2 separate regions of the Mus musculus genome follow, and region 2 is linked to region 1. A link is a contact called in public Hi-C data. All regions are on one chromosome and are shown on one strand. Each heading gives the region's core, a stretch centred on a gene start, on an enhancer-like site or on the middle of the called end of the contact. The rest is flanking DNA. Distances are from core to core; before and after follow the strand shown. Region 1 overlaps Efhc1 (EF-hand domain (C-terminal) containing 1). Region 2 overlaps Tram2 (translocating chain-associating membrane protein 2).

Region 1 (3,434 bases), core at 52-2,551:
TTCACTTCGACTTGTATAACCTAAGCTTTATTCCCTCTGCTTTGTTGTCCTTGTCATTCTTAACTTTTTAAGACATAGTCTCATGATGTAGCCCAGGCTAGCTCTTATCTCCCAGTCCTCCTAGCAAAGCTTTTAAGTTCTGATATTACAAGCATGTACCACCATGCCTGGTTTACTCCTGTAAATTTCAAACAGATACTACTTTTATAGCAAAGTAAAAACAGACTCTTATTATCTGAGTTGTATACACTAAAATGTAAGTGAATAGGCAGGGGCTATTTAGTGATACGAGGTATTTGAACCTCCATCTTTCCCATGCTTTCAGGAGATGGGGTCCCCAGCCTGTCACATATCTTAATATATATGATCAAAGTTATTATACGTATCAGATGGATCATTTGGGGGTTTCCCTGAGGAATCCAGGTACCCACGTCCCTTCAAATAGCAGAGGAAATACCCATCCCATGTGGAGGAAATGCGGGTGGCTAGGATAGGAATGAGTAGTACTGCTTAACTCATGCCAAGGCCCATCCCTGCATGGAGACCTGTGTGGGTGCAGGGGTTCCATGGGGCCAGGTGCCGCTTCTCTAAAGTGCCTTTGTTGCTTTGTTGTCTTTGTCATTCTGCCTACTTATTCTTCTTCATACAATTAATTTAAATTGCTTCAAAAAGTCATGAGCTTTTGTTTGTTGGTTGGTTTTGGATTTCAGGGGGAGATGTGGTTAAGGCCAGAACTCTTTTCAATATTTGATTTTTCTAGCATTTGGAGTGATGTAGCCCAGGCAATGAGATTGAAAAAAACAAAGAACAAACAAACAAACAAACAAAAAACACCAAAAAACCAAACCAAACCAAAACAAAAAAACTTGGCAGGTAGGGGATTCTGGGAAAGTTTTTTTTAATTTTAATTAATTATTATAGTTATTGTTTGCTCGTTTGGCTGTTTTTTGTTTTGTTTTGGCACAAGACATAATATAGTGAGGTTGATTTTGAACTCCCTATATAGCTGAGGCTGACTTTGAACTCCCATCTCCAGCTGGGAACAGCCATCTGCCTCTAGCTGCTGTGATACATGGAAAACATAAACCCATCTGGGCTAAGTCAGTGAGAACTTGTTTCTGGTGTTACCGATGTGGGTACCAAGTGCATGCAAATACAGCTCTTAATGACAGCCTGTTTTAAATCAAGAGCAGGTGGTGAGAACAAAAACATGAGAAACCAGAAGCAAGAGGTATTGTAGCACCAAACAACAGAACGCAACAGCTTGTTGGACATGGTACAAGATATAAGAGGTCAAAGGTGTCTACAAGGTTTCCATAGAGAAGAGAAAGGGTGGGGCTAGCCCGCATTGATAGCCCCCTCTCTACCAGACACTGCGCTGAGGATTCAGATATCATCCCAACGCATTACCTCAACCTTAGAAGACCAGAAGCAAAAATAAAGACAGGACGCACGAGCAGATGTGCTGGGAGAGGAAGTGACAATGGCTTTTCAGTTGTAACCAGCATTTCAAAAGACACCGTAAACAGACAAAAAGAATGCAGGCATCAGTTAGGAGAGTGGTTAGGACAGAGAGCGCTCACATTGCAATACCTAGAGAGCTTATAAAAGGACAAACCCGGGATCTTGACAAACAGCAACGATGTAAATCAGAAGATGTACCTGACAGGCTCTCAGACGGGGAGCAGGAGATTCTGACACTCCAGATTAGAGCAGAAGTTTCCAGAGAAGGGCAATAAAGAGTACTTACTACTGCATGTTCACCAAACAAGCTAACCAGGGAGGGGAGGACTGGGAACTGGACTGGGCAAAGCTAGCTGAAGATTGTTCTTTATTCAGAAAGATCTCCTATCCCTTTCCCTTTGTCTGTGGCTGCTTTCATGCTGGAAGGGTGGGGTTGGGTATTTCCAAGAGATGCTGTGACTGAATCACTCAGCATCCAAATCTCTACCAACAGAAAGCTGCTGGTTTCTGCTCTGGATCATCCAGATCCCAGCCCCCTGTCATCTCGGGTATTTGTATAAGCTAGCATTAATGTAAGGTCTAATGCAGGGTGCAAGCTCAAATACCTGCTCAACTAATGAGCGAGACTATTTTTTTCTTAAAAGTTTAAGTACTTATTACTACTTGTTTTGTTGTTGTTGCTTTTGATTGTTTGGTTCATCGGTTTTTGGATTTCGAGACAGAGTTTCTCTGTGTAGCCCTGACTGTTTTGGAACTTGCTCTGTAGAGCAGGCTGGCCTCAAACTCAGAGATTCACCTGCCTCTGCCTCCAGAGCACTGGGACTAAAGGTGTGCGCCGCATTGCCTGGCTGAGACTGCTATATTTGAAAACCGTCAATGGCCTTCAAGAAAGCAATTCATGAAGAATGTTTTGATTCTTAAGCAGCCAGGGATGCAAAGTAGAAGCCTGGCATTTAGAGAAGGTGACAAGAGAAGGTGACAAAGAACTTTCGATGGGTGAGCTGAGGAAGTGCCCACTAGACCACTTTATCTCACATTTGAATTTTCTTTTCTTTATTTTTGGCTTACCTATTTAATGCATATGGGCATTTTGCCTGCATCAATATATGTGTAGCACATGTGTGTCTGGCACCCATGGAGGTCAGAAGAGAACATCAGTACTTCTGGAACTGGAGTTAAGGATAATTTCGAGCCACATTGTGTGTGTGTGTGTGTGTGTGTGTGTGTGTGTGTGTGTGTGTGTGTGTGTGCGCGCACACGCATACTCACACACATGGGGGTGGGCGGAGCAGTGTTCTTAGGATTATTAGTTGAATGAAGGATGTGTGCACATCCTAGTGTAGACTTTGCTATACATAGAAAGGTAAAGAGCCAAAGCTGGATGGGCTTGAAGACACGGGAGTACAGGACACAAGATGAATTTCGTCTGCAAGTGTTTCCTCTCACAGAGAACTGGGAGAGGTGAGAAGGAACAAACCGAGATAGCAACAGTCCTCTTAGTCCAGACCCTGCCTGGCCCCTGACTTTTATTGGTAGAGAGGTCACAGAGCACTGATTGCATCTTTTCCTCATTGCCAAATGTAAGATTTTGCTGGTAGGGTAGCGGTGCTTAAGCAAATAGCTCCCAGGCTCTGCTGGTGTTAGCACAGACACACACACACACACACACACACACACACACACACACACACACACACACGGCAGAATAGAAGGGGACCCTTTTGAGAACTAGTTGAATTGAATGTAATGGCCATGAATACCAAGTGGGCCCTTAGCACTCACGGCCGAACTACTTCTTCAGTTCTCATGAACCAAAATGGAAAGATGGGGAAGTTGGGGGGAGGGGCAAACTCTCACCCTCCTCCCCACCCAGTACCTGGACTAAGCTTTTCACTGAATGGCATCAAGTCACCTGTAAAGGATTAAAGTCCCATTGTTTTTTAAAAAAGAAATATCTCACAAGCAAATGC
Region 2 (2,985 bases), core at 433-2,932, 66 kb before region 1:
ATCAGAATAGCCTTTCTGTACCCAGCGCAGTGGTACCGAGTCTGTACGGGATTTTTATAGTCAAGGATAGACCCGGAAGGAGGCCATAGGGATCAGATAATCTAGCGTCCTTTGCCGGCTGTTGCCATGGGTATGTATAACAGCCACAGCCCTGAGAGGGGAAGTTAGTGTAGTAAAAGAGTGTAAGAGGGTCTGTGAAAATGACTCAGTGGCTAAGAGCTTGTATTGCTTCTGCAGAGGACCAGAGCTCCCGTCTCAGCATCTCTGCTGGGTGGCTCACAACTGTCTGTAACTGTTCCAACAGGGGCATCCAAAGACTCTGACCCTGATAGGCACAGGCATTCATATGGACCCATACACCTATACACCCAAGCACATACCCATCTCTGAGAATGAAAATGAAATCTTTTAAAAAGATAGTAAAGGGGAAAGCCAGCAGGGCTTGAGGGACAGTGGAGAACTAGGCGGCAGCCTGGGCAGGAGCTCTCGCGCTGCTGCCTCCTGGGTCCCACACACTCGTGTCTCATGGGAGTTGCTGGGGTGTTGCTTAGGAAAGATCTGGAAAGGTCAGGAGGCTTGATTAGGAGATCATTGCAATAGGGGCGCCCAATGGAGTGAGAGAAGCAAGGGCTTGGACCCCAACCTGGAGGGCCATGGATGTCCCAGGGGCCCCTAGAAGAATCCAGGAAGCAAAGGGACTTCAGAGAGTGTCCTGAAGAGAAAAGGACTCCTGGCCTAGCAAGGGGGAATGGCCAGAGGCTGCAGAGAACAGGTGTTCTTGCTGCCTGAATCTTCTTGCTAATGGGACTGTATATAGAATGTGTGTGTGTGTGTGTGTGTGCGTGTGCGTGTGCATGTGTGTGTGTGTGCATGTGTGTGTGTACATACACACACGCACACACACACATATGTTTGTATCTCCTTTTGAAGTTAAGGTGGTTGCAGGTGGCCTTCCTAGCATATATGTTCACATAGTGCCCACAAGGATATATAGTTTCAACCTTTCTTTTCCTGCATCTGAAGGTCAGTGAGGGGTGGTATGGCTGGCTGGTCTTGCTCATTGGGCTACCCTCTCTATCTACATGGTTACCCTCTGGGCCTTGCCAAAGAGAGCTGACGTCTACAAGGCTGGGAGCAAGTGCGGCTGCCTGAGACTGCTGGCTCTCAGTGCTGTCCCCTCTCACCCAGCCTCAGTTGGAGCTGCTGGTGGCCCGGGGCCCTGCTTGTCAGCACGTGGCTTGGGTTTCTGTGTTACAGGTCCCAAATTGGGATCGCAGGGGATAAAGTGTCCGCGTTGTGTGATCATGCTGAGCCTTCCCATGTGGCCAGCTGCAAACTCTTCAAAGAGCTGTGTGTATTTCGTCTGAGAGATGCTGCAGGAGACAGAGACGAGGACAAAGATGTCTGTTTTCAAAGAGCAAAAAATAGAAGAGGGCGATAGCCTTGGATTCTGGGTAGGGTGGGGCACTTGGGTACAGTGCGACCCTTTCCTCTTCTCTTCATGGTTTCCACTTCTCCAGTTCCTTTGGCCAGTCCTTGTCTACCCCCACAGACCCTGCCTGTGTAAATACAGCCTCTGTCTCCCCCTCCTTCATTATGCATTCCTTTAATCTGACCCATCTTCAGGTCGCCAGCTGGCAGAGACAGCAGATTCCAAACCCCAGCTGGTGCCAGAGTGTTTACATGGGCGGGAAGCTTGGCAGACAACTTGCCCCCAAGCTACTTAGCTGGAGGAAAAGGTAGAAAGACAACCCCAGCGGGTATGGTGGGTCACACCTATACTTCCAGCCAGGCCAAGGCAGAAGAGCTACTGAGAGTAGAGACCAGCCTGAATTATATATTCTGTGAGTTCCAGGCCAGCCTGAGCTATAGTCTGAGACCCTGTTCAACCCACCCTCAAAGAATAAAACAAAGTGAAAGACAGCCCTGAGCTAAGTGGGGCTCTTGTTTACCCTTCATGCCTCTCTAACAGGATGGATAAGAGAAGCCTTTTGTGATAGGTGAATGGGATTCTGGGTAAGCCCTCACCCCACCCTCGGCAACCCTGATATAGCATCTGAGCACACGGAGGTCTTTGCTTCCTGGCTGTGGCAGATCAGATAGTATTTACAAGACATTATTCATCCGTATATAGCCAGTTCCTACGCATGATGGGTGTGGTCTTTCTAAAATAGTAATAAAAGCTATGTGGCAAGCTGAGTGTTAAGTTGGAGCTGGGACTTGCTGCCACTGCTGCTGCTGCGGCTGCTGCCTGGGTTCAGCTCTCTGCATCCTACATCTGTTTGTCTCCAGCAAAGCCCCCGAGTCACCCAGGAGGCTGCCAGGCCCTGTGCTGGGTCACCATGAACAGTCTGAGAGGCCAGGTGCAGCAGGGTGTTCTGTTCTGGGACACCATGACAGACTCTGGTTATCAGCATTTGGGTGGCTGTTTGACTCTCATTGTACAGGCATGTGTGTCAGGAAGACGCTTGTCCTGTGTTAGTGCCATCTTGCTCATGGTGGAACTGACTTTGTTGGTTACTCTCATGTGGTGGCGTGTAGTGTTTTCCTTGAGAAGCACGGCTGTATAAGTAGGGTCCTATCAGGAAACCAGGGATAACTGAGGAATTGATATTGAACGCACTGTTGACTAAGCATTGACTGAGTCTGGAAACAGATAAGGAGTGAAAATTTCTCTAAGAGCCGAGACATCCTATAAAAACATGGCCGGGTGGCAAGTAGCCGCTGCAGAGCTAAGATGGGAAGTACCTGTGACTGTGGAAGAAGACTGACTGGAGGCGAGAAATGGATACTGTGGTGTTTTCAGTAAGAATGCATGCCCACCCCCATAGGCTCATATGATTGAATCATGCCAGTCTCACTCTCTGGATCAGGATATCGAACTCTCAGCCACCTCTCTAGCACCAAGTCTGCCTGTGTGCTGCCGTGCTCCCGGACATGGTGATAATGAACTAAACCTCTAACACTGTAAGCCAGCCCCCAGGT

What was found. Hi-C and Micro-C count contacts between places; a contact is called where the count stands out from the background.
Region 2: a contact with region 1 is called in a Hi-C map of CD4 T cells, with 1.7 times the contacts expected there. The contact joins two enhancer-like sites. A contact is called at or near these places in 1 of 15 datasets of contacts at CTCF or cohesin (the NIH/3T3 cell line), 6 of 484 Hi-C or Micro-C datasets (CD4 T cells, the HPC-7 cell line, liver and 2 more), 3 of 115 datasets of contacts at active chromatin or transcription factors (CD8 T cells, extraembryonic endoderm stem cells and heart atrium) and 3 of 9 other capture datasets (adipose tissue, liver and pancreatic islet).

Annotation. Positions count from the first base shown.
Region 1 is chr1:20,984,553-20,987,986 of GRCm38.p6, reverse strand. All of the region lies in intron 9 of Efhc1 (EF-hand domain (C-terminal) containing 1), which reads right to left. Among named protein-coding and RNA genes, the nearest start is that of Gm51618, 27 kb to the right of the region's middle. Within about 2 kb of position 1,301, at least 31 of the 459 cell types and tissues checked have an H3K27ac peak or open chromatin away from gene starts, as enhancers often do.
Region 2 is chr1:21,051,443-21,054,427 of GRCm38.p6, reverse strand. The region is part of intron 1 of Tram2 (translocating chain-associating membrane protein 2); the gene reads left to right. Among named protein-coding and RNA genes, the nearest start is that of Tram2, 26 kb to the left of the region's middle. Within about 2 kb of position 1,682, at least 106 of the 459 cell types and tissues checked have an H3K27ac peak or open chromatin away from gene starts, as enhancers often do.